Linked DNA regions of Pan troglodytes: region 2 is linked to region 1. Evidence: chromatin contacts called from public Hi-C data. All regions are on one chromosome and are shown on one strand. Each heading gives the region's core, a stretch centred on a gene start, on an enhancer-like site or on the middle of the called end of the contact. The rest is flanking DNA. Distances are from core to core; before and after follow the strand shown.

Region 1 (3,599 bases), core at 799-3,298:
AGCAACCGTGATGGTGTGTGAAAGCAACAGTCAGAGACTGCTATACATTTCTGTGGGTGGGGGTAGGGAATACTGGCTCTGTGGCCCTCCTCAGAGCTGGGAGGCCAAGGGTTCACTGGGCTTGAATCCTCTCTAAGCACCTACCCCATTATGGCCTAAACCTCCTCAGTGGACCACGGGAAATCATGTTGGACCAAGGGTTTCCATGTTCAAACAGAGTCAACAAGGCCCTCCCCTAGGTTGAGATATTTTTGATACTGAAGGCCCAGGACCCCAGTATGGCTTGCTGCCAGCAAGCAGCAAGGATTCTCTCGTGGGTAACGCTGTAGCCAGGCAGGACCAGCCTCTTCTGGGAGACCCCTCTCCCCACGTAGGGTTTGTGTAGTGCTCCCACATCCTGCTTATTGCCTGCCACCCCTACTTCTCGCCTGGACCTCTTGGTATTCCGTGTACACCATCCTTGCTGTTTCTTGCCTCTGTGCCTTCAACCTGCTGCTCCTGGCCTGGGATACCTTTTATTTTCTTTTATTTCTTCTTCCTTTTTTTTTTTTTTTTTTTTTTAACCTACAACTAGCTCTCAGTTCAGGCACTGTCTAAAGCCCCAGGCTGGGTTAGGTGGTCTAGGATACCAACTCCCCCTCAACATTTTACCTTAATCCAACAGTACAGTAATTAGCTGAAACTTGCCTGGTTTTTCCTACTAGACTGTAAGCCCTCTAGGGACAGGGACAGTGTCTTATTCATCTCTGTGTTCTTAGTGCAGAGCCTGGCCCGCTGTTGGTGTTTAATAAAGTGTGTTGATCTGAAATGCCCCAGACCAACCAAGATTCCCAGACTTGGCTTCTTCCCACACTGGGCTGGAGTCCTCCCGGAGCTCAGGGGGAGGTGAGGGCCCCAGAAGGTACACTTGCCATCAGGCTTCTCCCTGGGTCCCAGGAGGACTGCAGCCAGGCCCGAGGCACCTTTGTGGGAGGTGGGTAGAGGGCTGAGGCAGCGTCACACCTTCTTGCCCCGCCTCCCCATCTGCCTTCCCCAACCCAATTAGACCAGCGCAGACATAAGCCTTCCCTGCCAGGGCCTGCAGACTTGCTGATGGGTTGATCCTGCAGCCAGAAGCCTATTAAGGCTAGAAATGAGTGTGACGGATGCAAACGCTGTGGTGGCCATACTTAGTGCCCCCTTTCCCAGAGCCGCTTGTGCTGAGTCTAGCTCATTAACTTGCTGCAAACCCCTAAGGGGCAAAGAAGGGCCGGGTAAGGCAGTGGTGGGCTGCCGGGTGGGTGGCCAGGCAGGATGAGGGTGGCAGGAGCCTGCGACTTCCTCGGTTTGGTGCGATCCACCAGGACGGGGAAAGGAGAGGGAAGGTATGGACCCCCACAGTGCCCTATCACCCCAATAATTGAGGAAATGGCACTTCCTAGTATTGGCAGCATGCCAGGCACTGCTGGATGTGTAAGACCCTATAGTTAACATAACACTGATTATTTCCATCCCAGGCTCAAAGATGGATTTGGTCCAGGTTGCAGAGCCAGGCTTCTGAACTCTCTCCTGTGCCCTGAGCCTCTTGTCAGGAGGAGCTGGAGCCTGGGGTTGGGCCTTGGGCTCGCATTCCGGCTCCGCTTGCCATGTGACTTCCTGCCTTTAGTTTCTACTCATACATCGTTAGGCTTCATAGTGGAGGACACTGAAAACCCTTAGCAAACTGTAAAGTTCCAGAGAATTAACTTCTTCCCTGACCCAGTGAGCTGGGTTTGAAGCAGGAATGTCAGAGCATGGCAGGTGTGGAGAAACCTCGAATTCAGCCCTGCCCTGCCCGGGCCTTGCCAGAGCTCCCTCTCCAGCTCCTTTTGCCTCCTTGCCCCAGGATCCCCTTCCCGGCCTTGGGGGTCCAAGACGGCCTTAAAAGAAGGACTACTTTCTCCGAAGGGGACTTGAAGTTGAGGCCGCTCAGCAACTGCAGAGGTCGGGCCTCCGGGACCCAGGCCCGCGCCCGAGCCGGCGGCCTGCCGTTCGGCCGGCAGGTGGCAGCACCCTCCCGGGCTGGGCCGGGCCTCCGCGGCGGGCGCTCGCCGAGCGGCCTAATCTTCCTCCTCCCAGGCCGCGGGCGGCCTCAGACTCCTGCCGAGCAGCTGCCGCGGGAGCGCGGGCCAGGTGGGCGCGGAGGCTCTGCCTGACCCTGAGCGCTAACTCAAAAGGTGCGTTGTTCGCCCACGTCCTCTGAGCCTGGGCTGCGGGCCCTGGGTGCCAAAGGGCGTGTCCCCTGCCCACCCACCGCGACGGCGACGGGACCCTGCAGCCTCCGCGTTCCGTTCCCTCACTTTGGGCCTTAGCACCCGGAGCGGAGCAATAAGACACCAGCGAGGGTGAAGACGCACACGCCTTCTGGGCGGGGGACGAAGGGCGCAGGCAGGCCTCTAAAACACCCCCACCCCCAGGCCCGACTGGCCCGAGGGTCATTCGCAGTTTCACAGTTTACAAAGTACGTTCCAGTTATCCCCTTGAAATCTCCCAGCTGTGTGAGGCAGACAGGTCCAGAATTTTACAGAGGCTCAGAGGTTGAGCCAAGGGGCCTAAGTAGCCAACAGGTATAACCACCAAGCTTCTTGACTCCCAGTACAGTGCTCCTCCGGCTATCTGCACTGCCCCCATTATACACTTTGGCTCTTTAGTAATTGACAACTCTTCTTCAAATGTTCATTCTCTCTCTCTCCTCATGGGGGGCAGGGCAGAGGCAGGGAAAGGTTTAGGACCTTCCATGATGAGCCTCCATGGCTAGAAATTGAATGGGAGCAGGATAGGCGCGCTGCTGAGCGCCCCTAGTTCTCACCAAGGCACTTTAGGTCAGAAGGAAACAGTCTCAGAGCAGGAGGGGGAATGCGATGGCAGTGATGACTTCAGGCCATGGGGGCATATAGGAGTGGGCAGGGAGACCCCCGGACATGGTGGGAGAGAAGGAGCAAAAGGAAGGAGGTGATGTGGTGCTATAGGTTGCTTTCCTGCTCCTTCCAGGAGAGACATGGCTGGTGGTTCCTCATCCCACCTGCAGAGCTGAGGCTGCACCCAGCTGGGACCCAAACCGCCTCTCTTTGCTCCCCACCTTCCCCTCCGCTCCCAGTCACTTAGATTCCAATACAATTTCCAGCTAACCAGCATGTCGATAGAACAAGTCGGGCGGCCGGATTGCTGGCCAATTACAGGAAATCATTCTGCTCCACAGCTCAGCGCTCAGGAAGGGAGAGGGAGGGAGGGAATTCAAGGGAGCAGGCGCCCAGCTTGCAGGCTGGGAACGGGCTTCAGGCAGAAGGCTGGGAGTGCTGCAGCCCCCCACCCCTGAGGGGTGGGGGGTGGGGGAGGCTCCTAGGGGCAGGCCAGCCCTAGGCTCATCCTCAGCCTCATGCGGAGCTCTGGATCCAACTTCTGTGTGATGGGGAGATTGGTGCCCCAAGCCACTAAGAGAGACAGAGCTGGGAGTTGAGTGTGGTTGAGGGTCCGGAAAGCGAGGCATCTTAGTGTCAAAAGGGATAGAAGCCGAGATAGCAGGACCACCCTCTCCCAGAGCCCTATGCACCAAGGAGTGGGCATCTGAGGGCCTGGAGGCT
Region 2 (3,520 bases), core at 693-3,192, 250 kb after region 1:
TCCCGGGTTTTGCAGCGACCTCCGTAGCAGCGGCCCTGAGAGTCCAAGAATTAAGAGGCAAGGGATGGAGATGCTGAGTGGTCAGAGTGGAGACAAGAGACTGCCCTGAATCCCAGGCTCAGGGGGCAGCCATCATACCTGCTCATGGTCACAGTAGTAACCGTCCAGCTTGTGCAGGTTAGGCGGGCACTGTGGAGAGAGGGGTGGGGTTGAGCAGAGCAGCCCCAGGACTGGAGCTGAGGGCTGCCCCAGGGAGGAATGCTGGGGTACCAAGTGCCCCCCATTGGGGGCTCATGCCACAGGGCTCTTCCACGCCTAGGACAAGCGATCTGTCTGGTTCTGGACCCAGACCACACGGATTTGCAAGCCCCAGAGCCGCTCCAGCCTCCCTCCCTCGTAGGGCTGGGAGATAAATGCCTGGCATGTAATTAGGTTGTAATAGATGTTAACTAATATTATCATCTACTCTGATCCCTAACCTACACCAGGCACCGGGCCAGGCGCTGGGAATACCAGCCAGACGATACATTCTGGTTTAATGATTGAAGGAACAAGGCCAGGACCATGAAGAACCCCTTTCTCAGATAAGAAAACAGTCTGATCAGTGGAGGTCGATGCCAGCTGTGGAGAGGAGGGGAGTGCTGAGCACTCGTCCGGGAAAACCAAATCGACAAGGGTAGGGGTTGCCTCGCCCAGGGCTCCACAAGACGGCGGGGCCGGGCGGACCTGGCTAGAGTCCCCGGTGCAGGTCTCCGCGATGTCGCACTCGTTCACGGCCTCTCGGCAGGACACACCCCGTGGTTCGTACTAGGGAAGAGACGCGCTCCTCGAGTCAGGCAGGATGGATGCCTCGGCCTTGCCCTCCCCAGGCCCCCCGGTCTCTGGACCCCCACATCCCCGGGCCCTCCAGCTCCCCAGGGCCCCGTTTCAGGCCTGTTCTTATTTCCCTGCTCCCACCACCTCTTGAACGCTCCCCACCTCGCTCCCAGCGCACTCAGCACCGCCCCCAAGCCCGCCCACCTTCCCGCCCCTCCTTGATTCTGGGCAGCCTTCCCTTCCCGCTCCTCGTAGCCCCGCCTTCAACATCCTTCAGCCCCGCCCCTTGCTCCCCATTGGCACTGTCTTCGCATCAAGCCCTGCCCCAGAGGCCTTCGTCCCCTAAGGCTCCGCTTCCCTCCCTAGCTCCCACCCCTTATATGAAGGCCTCCAATCGCTCCTCCTGCGTCCTGGCCCCGCCTCCCGGCCGGTCCTGCTTACCTTGCAGCGGCGACAGCAGAGCCCGTCGCTGCACATGGCGTCGTGAGTCAGTGTGCATTTCTTGCAGCAGTTGCCACCTGCGCGGCTGCACTCCTGAGGGACGCGGGAGAAGGGGAAGGAGGCGGGCGAGCCCTAATCCTCCCACTCGGACGCTCCCTCGTGCCCACCCCCGCATCCCGGTTCCCCACCTGGCGCCCGCACCACCGCTCACCTGCACCGAGCCGCAGTCGCACTCCTCCCCTGCCTCCACGAAGCCGTTCCCGCACTCTGGGGGGTCCAGGAGCTGGACCGGGAGGACAGGTCGGGAGTCTGGCCCGGACCCCGCCCAGGGCCCGCTCCCATGCTCCCCGCCGCGGGGCTGGTACCTTGAGGGGCTTGTTGAAAAGGCAGCTGCCACCACCCTCCTGCAGAAACTGGTTGTACTCGTCGATGCTGCAGCGCGAGAACTTGCGGGGCAGGTAGAACCTGGATAGGGCGAGGGGAGGTGCTGCTGGCTGCTCCCCTCCAACCCACCCTCACCCCTCTCAAGGCTGGGGAGGGGGTACACTGGGGGACTTCGTCACCATCGCGAGGAGGCGGAGGATCTGCCCCGGGATTGCACCAGAATCCTCCCGCCTGTCCCTGTCGCTCCCATCCCCTCCGCTGAACCTGGGGACTCGCAGCCGCGCTGGAGGGAAGGTGTCTCCATGCGAGGCTTGGGCGGCGCCCAGTGGCCACGATGCGCACTGCAGCCTGGCCGGTTTTGGTGTCCCAGCAGGGAAATCTGGGTCTCCCGGGGCAGTGTTTGCGGAAAACTGGGCTTCTTGGGATCCTGAGTGGTTCTGTGAGCTGGGCCTCTTGAGCCCCCTGGTCCAGACTGCCAAACAATGCTCGCTCTAAGACTCCCCTCGCCCAAGACCTTCCCCCGGTTTGTCCCCAAGAACTCACCCAGTGTCCTCCATGATGCAGCCCAGCCAGATGTCTGGACACTTGCAGTCCCCTGAGGGGTGAGCCAGGCGGATATGAGGGAGGCCAAGGACCACCCCTCCCACTGTCACCCTCCCGTTCCAGAGCTGCTGGGCGTGGGCCACACGGGGGCCTCCGGGGGAGGATACCTGCCGAGCTCCGGTGTTTGTTCCACATCATGCCCAGGTTCTGTCCCAGCGTCTGGGCAAGGGTCACGGCCATCGCCCCCATGTTGCCGTACTGGGGGTGGGGAAGATGGGGCACAGATGTCTACATCTTCCAACAGGCACGTCGTGCCCCTGAAGCCCCTTTCCCTCAGCCGCCACCCCAGCCATGTCCCCTCACTGCTCACCTCGTTCACACCCCCGCCGTGGGACAGGGAGCATATGCCCCCCACGTAGGCTGCCCCGCTGCTCGTGCTCTGGAAGGTCCTGCCCCTGGAAGGGAGTGCGCTGTCAGGATGGCCTCCTGCCCTCCCCTGTGGCTCCCCGGGTGGTGGTGGGGCCTTGGGGAGCCCCTCACACTAGAGTCCTTCCTCGGGAGGTGAGCCTGGCCCTTTACATCAGCCTTGGTGACCCCAGGCAAGACCCTTCCACCCCTCCTTGGGTTCTTTTTTTTCTTTCTTTTTCTTTTTCTTTTTTCTTTTGAGACAGAGTTTCACTCTTGTGGTCCAGGTTGGAGTGCAGTGGCACCATCTCAGCTCACTGCAATCTCCACCTCCTGGGTTCAAACGATTCTCCTGCCTCAGCCTCCCGAGTAGCTGGGACTACAGGTGCACACCACCACACCTGGCTAATTTTTGTATTTTGAGATGGGGTTTCACCATGTTGGCCAGGCTGGTCTTAAACTCGTAACCTGAAATGATCTACCCGCCTTGGCCTCCCAAAGTGCTGAGATTACAGGCATGAGCCACCACGCCTGGCCCCTCCTTGGGTTCTTTTGCCCATAAGGCAAAGGAGAGGCTCCCAGTAGACCATCTCTAGTTGCAAGGCCCTTTTATTAGATTTTTTTTCCCTACTAGGGCACTGGGTCCCTGAGGAAGGGATGCTGGGACAGTTTGAAAGGGGAAAGACAGAACTAAGGGGAGGTGAGAGGCAGAAGAGGGCCACCAGGGCTAAGACAAGGGCATCAACCTCAGATTCAGGGGATGATGCCCAGCTGTTGCATGTGGCTGGGGGTAGGTGGCAGGTGCCAGGTGAGCCCAGTCCCCAGACTCTGAGAGGAGCAGCCAGCACAGGGCAGGTGTTAAGTAATCCCAAGCACTGTAGCAACTAGCAGAGGCTGGCAGGAGGTGCAGGGCGGGGGACTCACGAGAAGA

Evidence for each region. Hi-C and Micro-C count contacts between places; a contact is called where the count stands out from the background.
Region 2: a Hi-C map of stem cell-derived neural progenitor cells shows a contact between it and region 1, with 9 times the contacts expected there. The contact joins two enhancer-like sites. A contact is called at or near these places in 2 of 7 Hi-C or Micro-C datasets (induced pluripotent stem cells and stem cell-derived neural progenitor cells) and 1 of 1 datasets of contacts at active chromatin or transcription factors (stem cell-derived excitatory neurons).

Annotation. Positions count from the first base shown.
Region 1 is chr19:22,808,688-22,812,286 of NHGRI_mPanTro3-v2.0_pri, forward strand. DCAKD (dephospho-CoA kinase domain containing) reads left to right here. Exons shown (of 5, transcript XM_016931617.4): 5 at 1-821. Among named protein-coding and RNA genes, the nearest start is that of DCAKD, 34 kb to the left of the region's middle. Within about 2 kb of position 2,049, at least 8 of the 24 cell types and tissues checked have an H3K27ac peak or open chromatin away from gene starts, as enhancers often do. A contact at or near this core is called in stem cell-derived neural progenitor cells, where this site is marked.
Region 2 is chr19:23,056,064-23,059,583 of NHGRI_mPanTro3-v2.0_pri, forward strand. It overlaps ADAM11 (ADAM metallopeptidase domain 11), which reads right to left. Exons shown (of 27, transcript XM_016931629.3): 11 at 3,514-3,520; 12 at 2,555-2,639; 13 at 2,352-2,442; 14 at 2,185-2,236; 15 at 1,623-1,722; 16 at 1,469-1,540; 17 at 1,258-1,350; 18 at 727-807; 19 at 139-189; 20 at 1-35. Among named protein-coding and RNA genes, the nearest start is that of ADAM11, 16 kb to the right of the region's middle. Within about 2 kb of position 1,943, at least 18 of the 24 cell types and tissues checked have an H3K27ac peak or open chromatin away from gene starts, as enhancers often do. A contact at or near this core is called in stem cell-derived neural progenitor cells, where this site is marked.